2 separate regions of the Bicyclus anynana genome follow, and region 1 is linked to region 2. Evidence: chromatin contacts called from public Hi-C data. All regions are on one chromosome and are shown on one strand. The core of a region is the stretch at or near the end of the contact, and the rest is flanking DNA. Distances in the headings are between cores, read along the strand shown. Region 1 overlaps LOC112052885 (ecdysone-inducible protein E75). Region 2 overlaps LOC112052885 (ecdysone-inducible protein E75).

Region 1 (4,530 bases), core at 1,936-4,435, 37 kb after region 2:
ACATGGCGTTGCACTATGTGGGGCGATCAGATTAGTCAATGTATAGTTATTGCATTATTCTCAAAGAGAGTGAGCCGCTAGTCGACTATCGCCATCATGGTCGAGTCGGGTTTCGCAAGGAGAGCCCATCGTTGAATGCCATTTTATTTTGGAGGCCGTGCGAGCAGGCGGAGGGCCCGCGGTCAACGGCCCCAACTATCTAGGTCGACTCAGAATAACCTAGCGCCGATACTCTAATAATAATCTAAAGAGAGCCTATGGACATACTGTTGTCCTACTCTCGCCCGTTCACATAAATAGCGACAATCAGCGTTTCGCAACACCTACTTTACAGACAGCAGCTAACTAGGTTTCACTGTCTCCTTCTCTCTTGAAAGCGAAGCTCACTTGACAGAACTAGTTGTGTAGGATTCTAGACTTCATCCCGATCTCAATAACCATAATATAAGACTTTACATAATAGGTTGCTTAGTATATTATTTATACATTACATTTAACTTAACAAAACTCTAAACGAAAGTAAGGGAATATATCACTGATATTTATGTTACTGGACTGGACTGATAGATAAATAGGTAGACACTTTCTTTCTTCATTTAGGTAATTGGTATTTCCAGTTACGCTGCGAATTCAAATGTATAAACCTTACTTGAGCTTAGACTCACCATGACGCTCCAATGAGAGCTGGTGGGTTTTTGCCCTATATAAAAAAAACTTAAGGACAGAAATTAGAAAGATTTAGTGTTCGAACCCCAGATACCCATTGCTAATACAGACTTTTCTTTTATGAGTCGGAAAATGTTGGTCATGTTTAAAAAATATGGTCAATATTCTTTTTTTTTTCAAAAACAATCATATAGGCTGTTTAGGTCATATATATAATATATCGTCTATTTTTTCTCTTTAGATATACCTAATACAATTTTGGTAACCCATTGTAGGTACAGACATTCAGCTTCTACTCTCTAGTGATAGTATAGACATTTAAAGACAACTAATCATCACGATGAAATATTAACATTTTTAAAATCGGTTATTGTAAAACAATGTGTAGTGACGTAGTCTGTGGCGCGCGGCGAGCGGGCGGCGCGCGGGGGACGGCGGCTCACCGCTCAGTATTGCGATCAAGGCCCCCAGTTCGTTCACCCGCCGCAATTGGGTCGCGCTCCCTGCGCCCCGCGCCCCGCGCCCCGCACAAATAACTGTTTCAAACTCGCACTAAATCCGTCCCTGTAATGTCACAACTCACAATATGCTAACAGCTTGCATAATTACCTTAATTACGCTGTGATTTAATGAAACCCGCCCGATCAACGACCCGGGGTTAGAAATGTCTAATTAGATTTAGGCGCCAGTGCTCTGGTCTAGTGATATTGAAAAACGGTTATCGTAAACACAAATTATGCATTAAAATTGACATATTTATTATTTATAGGTAATTAAACTTTAGTAGCATTTTTGTCTTACAAGTTTGTTCTGTTTCTTTTTTGGTGTTGTAGTATAGATAGAGCTTTGGAAGCAGAGCTTTTGTATGGTGTCACTGATTTATTATTTATTGTCATCACATATTACCACTTCATGTTTATCGGAGGTCGATACTATAGCTGCACCTCAATGTCATCTTGTATCATACTCGTTATTTTGTCGGTTTTTTTAATTTATTTTTTGTACATGAATAAAATTATTATCAAAATACCAATTCATTAAGCAAAATAATGCCGTATATAGTTATTGTCAGTGCAGACAAAACCTACTTAATACGTTTTTATTTTATAGATATGATGGAACAAGAACTTTCTGTCTATAGTACTTAAATTCTGAGGGTCCGCGCATTTCGCAATAGGAATTTTGGAGCTGCTAGATTCGTTTATTTACGAATTATTTATTATTCATCATCATCATCACCGTTGAGTAGAGATAGATCATATAAATTACGCGGCGCCTTTGTGTTATACTGGTATAGATGTGAAACGAAACATCTATTGAAGCGCCTTTGCAGTAATGTCGACATTCGTTTTCTACTATTTAATATAACATCGTCTTCGTATATCATCATTATCCATCGTCATCATCATCATCATCATTATCATCATTATCATCATCATAATCATCATCACCATTACCGTCATTATCATCATCATTATCATCATCATCATCATCATCATCATCATCATCATAATTATCATCATCATCACCATCACCGTCATTATATTCATCATCATCTTCACCATCATCATCATCATCATCATCATGATCATCATGATCATCATTATCATCATCATCATCATGATCATCATCATCATCATGATCATCATCATCATCATCATCATGATCATCATCATCATCATCATGATCATCATCATCATCGTCATCATCATCATCATCATCATCGTCATCATCAACATCATTATTAGAAGGTGATCATCCACTGCTGTACAATATGGCAAAAGCCTCTTGTATCGATTTCGAAACACTACGGTCTCGAGTCGCCAACATCCAGTAACTGTCTATAAACCGGGATGTCCTGAATAATAATAATTGAAAATCCTGAGCTCGAATCGCAGCCATCTTTATGATTGCAGCGGATCCCGCGGTTGAGCAATTGTGGCTTTAATTATCTTAACCCGGTCAAGAGTTTGACCCGCCTGTTCACTCTATTGCATGTGTCGACACTCGACATCAAACTTTTGCTAAATTATTTATTTTTTACTCTCCTCTTTAATCCGACTCAGTTATAATTGCATCAATCATTAAAATATTGTTATACAAAAAACTTTGACAAACTAAGTAAACTGACTAACTGAAATATTTTTAATTTAAGAAGTTTTTACTACTTGAGCATTTTTCTATCCAAAAATTACTTGTAAATTAAATCCAGCCAAACCATCTTCGAAAAACGTAAACTTTTTCAGTAGTAATACTTTTTAAAAATTTAAATCAATGAATAGAATATATTATAATAGAATCGTTCTATTTTTGAAATTGCTTAATGAAGCTTCGAATACACAATATCCGTTTACAGTACTGAAAACTTGAAATCCATTATCTACTTAGGTTTCACTGAATCGGTGTTAATATTGGGGTAGCAACTATCCAAAAAGGGTAGTCGCGGGTGAAGGGGCAAGCGCGGCGGGTAGCGGGTGGTGCGGGGGAGGGAGCGAGGCTGCAGGTCGACGCCCGCGACGCCCTGACCCCGATTCACTCGCCGCGTCACAGCGGACCTCGCGTCCAGGCACACCGAGCGGAAAAAACCCATTGATTGTTACAACATACCAGTAACCAATATAATAGAATTTAATACAAAATTTTGAAAAATCATAACATTTGTGTTACGATTTGGTCCCCATGATAGTTTTATAGTCTGTTGTATTTAACCCATTGTACCCGAGTACAGTCCAACTAATAGACATAGTGTAGAAACAGAGAGTGAATTTGAGATTTAATTTAATTAATTAAAATAACACCTGATAAAAATCATTAATTTTTGATTGAATGTTTTAACTACTACTTATTTAACAAAAAAAATACTGCATTTTGTATTTTTGCATACACAAACAAAGCATTGATAGAAGGGTAAATAAATAATATAAATTGCATGCATATTAAGACATTAAATTGTAGGAATCTAGCGTTACAATGCGAAATCAACATAAAATCTCTTTAAATAATTCAATATGCCAAGGACATTGTCATTTGTTGATGCATTGACGGCAGGTGTTAAGTGATTGTGTCATGTAGAATACGTAAGATTGTTGCGTTTTATTCTTACACTCTACTTGGTGTAAGGCTCAAAGGGTGGATTAAATCTACTTTGCTTCACCATCAAATTTACTATAATTTAAGGGTACAAGTGTTTGACACCTAACAATGATGAAATCTGAAGGCTGAAATCGTAACTCCGTCTCGTAAAATTAAATCTTTTTAAAATCAGAAACGATTAAATAAATATATAGATATAAATAGATAGATAGTAAATAGTAAATTTGATTACTAACATAATATATTATTATAGTAATCAAATTTACTATTAAATGAAACAAGCTGAACTTGTGACAATAATTTACTTTAGTAACACCCTAAAGTAAATTATTAAGACTCACTACACTTAAAAAAAATATAATAATTTCAACTTAAAGTTGAAAATGGGCAGGGAATTTTGTTCGAAGTTATTTGCTTATATGAAGATGGTTAAAGGTTTTTCACACGGGCGAAGTCGCGGACATCAGCTAGACGAAATAATATTCCAAAAAAATGTGCTAAAAAATATTTCAACAGAGCTAAGTGTGCCACTGACCTTATCGTGGAATAGGAGCCAGCGTATTTTTTATTATTCGTAATATTTTCCTCTTAACCCGTTAACCTGGAACTGTTCAACAAAATTACTGGTGAAGCTATTGGGGACAGTAAACACACAAATCGGAACTAAATAGGATACACACCAATTCCAAGCGATTCTTTATACGGTGACTATCTTTAGTACATCTTAATAGATAAAGGTTTTTTTAGTTTAGTAGTACTTTTAGTTCATTA
Region 2 (4,368 bases), core at 1,531-4,030:
GACCGATTGAGGTTTTCTTAACTGGTCCAGGTCTGGCTGGTGGGAGACTTCGGCCATGGCTAGGTACTATCACGCAAAGAAGTACCGCCAAGCAAATTAGCGTACCGGAACGATGTCGTGTAGAAACCGAAAGGGATGTGTATTATCATCCTTCTGCTAACAAGTTAGCCTGCTTCGATCTTAGATTGCATCATTATTTACCATCATTAGGTGAGATTGTGGTCGAAGGCTAACTTGTACAGAATAAAAAAAAATCTTTATTAATCTAGTATACACTCCGCGTTCAGCTGAACTATTGACGTGATCAAATAATAATTATGATAATGAAAATTGTAAGAAAAATGTGTGTTTGTTCTATATACTGTCAATTAAATTATAACGTTACAAGTATTCATATCCGTCCTTCTTATAATATCGACACATACAAGTTTGTGAAGTAAGAAAAGACGACCTTCTATAAAGTAAAAATAATATCGCTTAAATTGGTCGAACTAATAATAAACCATGTATTTATATGTGAAATGTTATAGCGACCGATACCTATAATACAAAAAAAAAAAAACAAATAGCGAAAATATTCAAACACAAAGCAGTCGTCATTTGTATTATAGGTTGACCAGTATGCTTTTATACTTGAGTATGTTTAGTGGCATTGGAACTAATAATAATAGGTGAACTTGACATTGAGAGCAGAGGCTCGTCATCGTAACAACACACGCCATCTCTACCGCACCGGCCGATTACGCGAAGGTTGGACAAGGACAGATAACGAATCTTTCTGTGTACGACTGTTTGTAGGTCAGTCGTGTATTTGTTCCGGACGATAGTCAGAAAGTCGGCTGGAGGTTACAGCACATAATATAACACATACATAATATTTATTTTTCTTCTTATCGATCCTTAAGTGGTGTTATTGCGGTGCATCACCTAATTAGCATATTTATATGCACATTATTATTTAAGCATACTTTTTTTTAATTTATTGCTATATCAAGTATAGTTTTTGCATCTTATTATTTAATCCTCCTTTACGTTACGTAATCATCATCATTATCAGCTGATCGACGTCCACTGCTGGATATAGGCCTCTTGCATGGACTTCCAAGAACAACGGTCTCGAGCCGCCAACATCCAGCGACTCCCTGCAATTCGCTTGATATCCTCGGTCCACCTAGTGGGGGGTCGACCAACATTGCGTTTTCCGGTGCGGGGTCGCCATACTAACGCCTTGGGCTCCATCGGCTCTTCGAAGTATGTTACGTTACGAATGCGTAAACTATTATCTTATTAGATAATTTTATTGCACTAACACGTCATATACGTGTATTTCGATTTAAAAATTGTTAATATTTTTAATTTTTATGAATTAATTTTAAAAGTCATTTAAATATCCTCCAAAATACCTTTCGCGCCAAATATTATATAACCTTTGTTACTCATTAAAGATGTAGGTTTCCGTTATTTTTTTTTTAATCGGTCGAGTAGCTTTGAGTTAAATCGTAACGAAAAATTAAATCTTACCACTTTACAATATCAGTTTACAAGTTTTATACAGCGAAACGATATAATTAATTTGTGTTGGAGTTCCTTTAAATAGATAAACAATATTATTTAAAATAATTGTAAGGGTTAATAGTAAACACATAAAACCATAAAATTATTCGTTAAATTATTTTAGCTAAGAAAGTGATATCTCCACATTGTTAACATTTGTTATTTAAAAATATGTGTCGAATAGGGAGGTCCTTTGAAGCGCAGTCTGTTGGCATTTTCGCGAATTTCTTCGTAACAATGTAGCAGCGAAGCCTCTTCGTTCCGGAAAATTCCGCTAGATGGCGCCTCAAAACGTCTAACTTAGAGCTTGCGCTGTTTTATGATAGATGGCGCTGCTATAACATAACTTTATAGTTTTAAAAGTATGAAAAGCTTAGAAACAGTTTTTGAAAAAAACACTTTACAATTATTTAGCTAAACTATAAATCCAAATATTTTTATAAGTTTATAACATTTCCCGCCTAGGGTCCACTTAATTCTTATGACAAAATAGTGAAGTTTGATATTATTTTGATACTGTTTTTTAATAAAATATTTATTAATTTAACGCAAAAGCTGTAGCTTTTTGTGTTTGTTGTTGTTGATTGTGTTAGTCGTGTAAAAGTATTGGTACTTTTAGTATGGTGGTTCTGGTTAGATTGGTTAGTGCTCTTCATAGATGCAAAAATGCACTAAGTACCCGAAAATATAATTTAATTTAAGTTAACACATAATTTTGCATGCGCTCAAAAGCAAAATTCGGATCACTTTATTGTAGTGATTTTGTAGGCACTTTTTTTTATTCTTTATAAGTTAGCCCTTGACTACAATCTCACCTAATGGTAAGTGATGATGCAATCTAAGATAGAAGCGGGCTAAATTGTTAGAAGTATGTTGAAAATCCACATCCCTTTCTTTTTCAACACGACACCGTACCGGAACGCTACGTCTTTGCTGGTAGGGTGGTAACTAGCCTCGGCCGAAGCCTCCCACCAGCCAAATCATGTCATGTACGTAACATGTCTATATTATAAAATATCGTTGGCGCTACCTACTCAATACCAAACTACTTATAAATTGAAGAAGAATGTATCCATTTAGTACAATTTGTAATAAGGGAATGTATAGTGCCTACCCAGTTTAAAATCCTTGTGCACGCCACTGCCCGCAGTAATGACGCACTAGCACGGAGCACGTTCGCGGTCGTCGCTCCCTTTACAGAAAAATGACGTTCTTGACTCACTTTGTTTATTGCATATTTACCCGCGCTTACGTCATGCGTTATTTGTGTCCCTTATACCTACACGTACTTTCCAGTCGTATGAATAGCTTGTAAACATATGGGTGATTGGGGTAGTTTACAAAACTTACAAGGTTTTATATTATGTAAAATAAAATATTCATTTAGCGATATGAAAATGAAATTTCGTTCAGTGGTTTTTTAAATAGAATAATAGCCATATTTTTAATATGATCAAGCGCCTCCAACTAACTTTGAAGACTGTGTATGGTGTAGGTAGAACTACGGAATAGTTGACTCATATCAAATTTAATTCGTATATGGAATAAGGGTCCGAAATATATCGATATTAATTAATATAAGTTAAGCATTTCATAGAAAATTTAATTTAAAAATTATGTATCATAAAAAAAAATCCAAACGTCAAAAACGTATATACATATATTACATATATTGTATTTTATTATATTTATACATTATATTGTAGCAATATAATGGTATTTACCAATTTTAAAACTTTTAAATTACTGTGTTGCAGCTATTCGATAACAGATGGCGCGAGTTGTCTATTCTTTGTTCATGTTGTCTACGTCATTTTGTGTTGCAAAAACAATATTCTAAAATGCATTACTGGTAATATAATTGTGATCTACTTGCGCCTGTTGTAAATATTTTGAACGCTTGCCCAGGTTAAAAATACATTGATCTATTTTCTTTAGCACGAAAATGAGATTCACCTAATGTGTTACGTATGTTGCTCGCTCGAATTCCTAACTGTATTCACACAATGAAATTATTTCCATTATGCTCTATATCAGATTAATAGTAATGAAACAATTCATCAACTCCATCAAAGGTTCAAGTAAATTTACATATAATAAATAAAATGATGAAACTACAGACAAATGATAGAAAATTTATAAATAATATTTTACTTTACATAATATTTTAAATATTCAAGTGAATTATTGGCTTAGAGAATGCTAATAAACTTAAGCAAAGGGTAAAGTTTACAATTCAATCATCAGTTTTAACGATTTGTTAATTAATTTAATTTAGCCTCAGACTGAAGCTGTAAATTGTCGTGAAGTGTACTAATCTAAAAGACCTTCAGCACAATATCGACATGATAGCAATGTAATAAAATAAAACGGTATGTCGGAGAAGGGCGGGCGATATAGTAACTGTAGTTAACGATAGCGCTGCAACCTTGCAAAGTTTGTTGATCCGGCCGCGGCGGGCGGCGTGGGGCGGGGGGCCGGGGGGGCGACGGTAACCTCCAGTGGCTGGTCCTGCGACAGCACTGACATACCACGATGCACTGCCACCCATTGCTTGCACAGATTGCGAATAGGTCAAAATATTTGCATAACTTAAAATCACACTTTCAATAACTAAACTTTTAATTCTCAATCGCCGAAGCATCTGAAAAGCGAATTTCAAAACAGCTTAACAAAAATCATTTACTGAATTTAAATAATTAAAAGTTTCAACAAGTAAACTTTTAATCCTCAATCGCCGAAGCAAAGGCATCGAGCACAGGAGTAGCTATTATAGAATCATAATTCGTAACAGTTTATTAATAAAATAAAATG

What was found. Hi-C and Micro-C count contacts between places; a contact is called where the count stands out from the background.
Region 1: a contact with region 2 is called in a Hi-C map of whole body, with 7 times the contacts expected there. The contact joins two enhancer-like sites. A contact is called at or near these places in 2 of 2 Hi-C or Micro-C datasets (whole body and whole larva).

What each region holds. Positions count from the first base shown.
Region 1 is chr5:10,392,271-10,396,800 of ilBicAnyn1.1, forward strand. All of the region lies in intron 1 of LOC112052885 (ecdysone-inducible protein E75), which reads left to right. Among protein-coding and RNA genes, the nearest start is that of LOC112052885, 71 kb to the left of the region's middle. Within about 2 kb of position 3,186, at least 5 of the 8 cell types and tissues checked have open chromatin away from gene starts, as enhancers often do.
Region 2 is chr5:10,355,866-10,360,233 of ilBicAnyn1.1, forward strand. The region is part of intron 1 of LOC112052885 (ecdysone-inducible protein E75); the gene reads left to right. Among protein-coding and RNA genes, the nearest start is that of LOC112052885, 35 kb to the left of the region's middle. Within about 2 kb of position 2,781, at least 8 of the 8 cell types and tissues checked have open chromatin away from gene starts, as enhancers often do.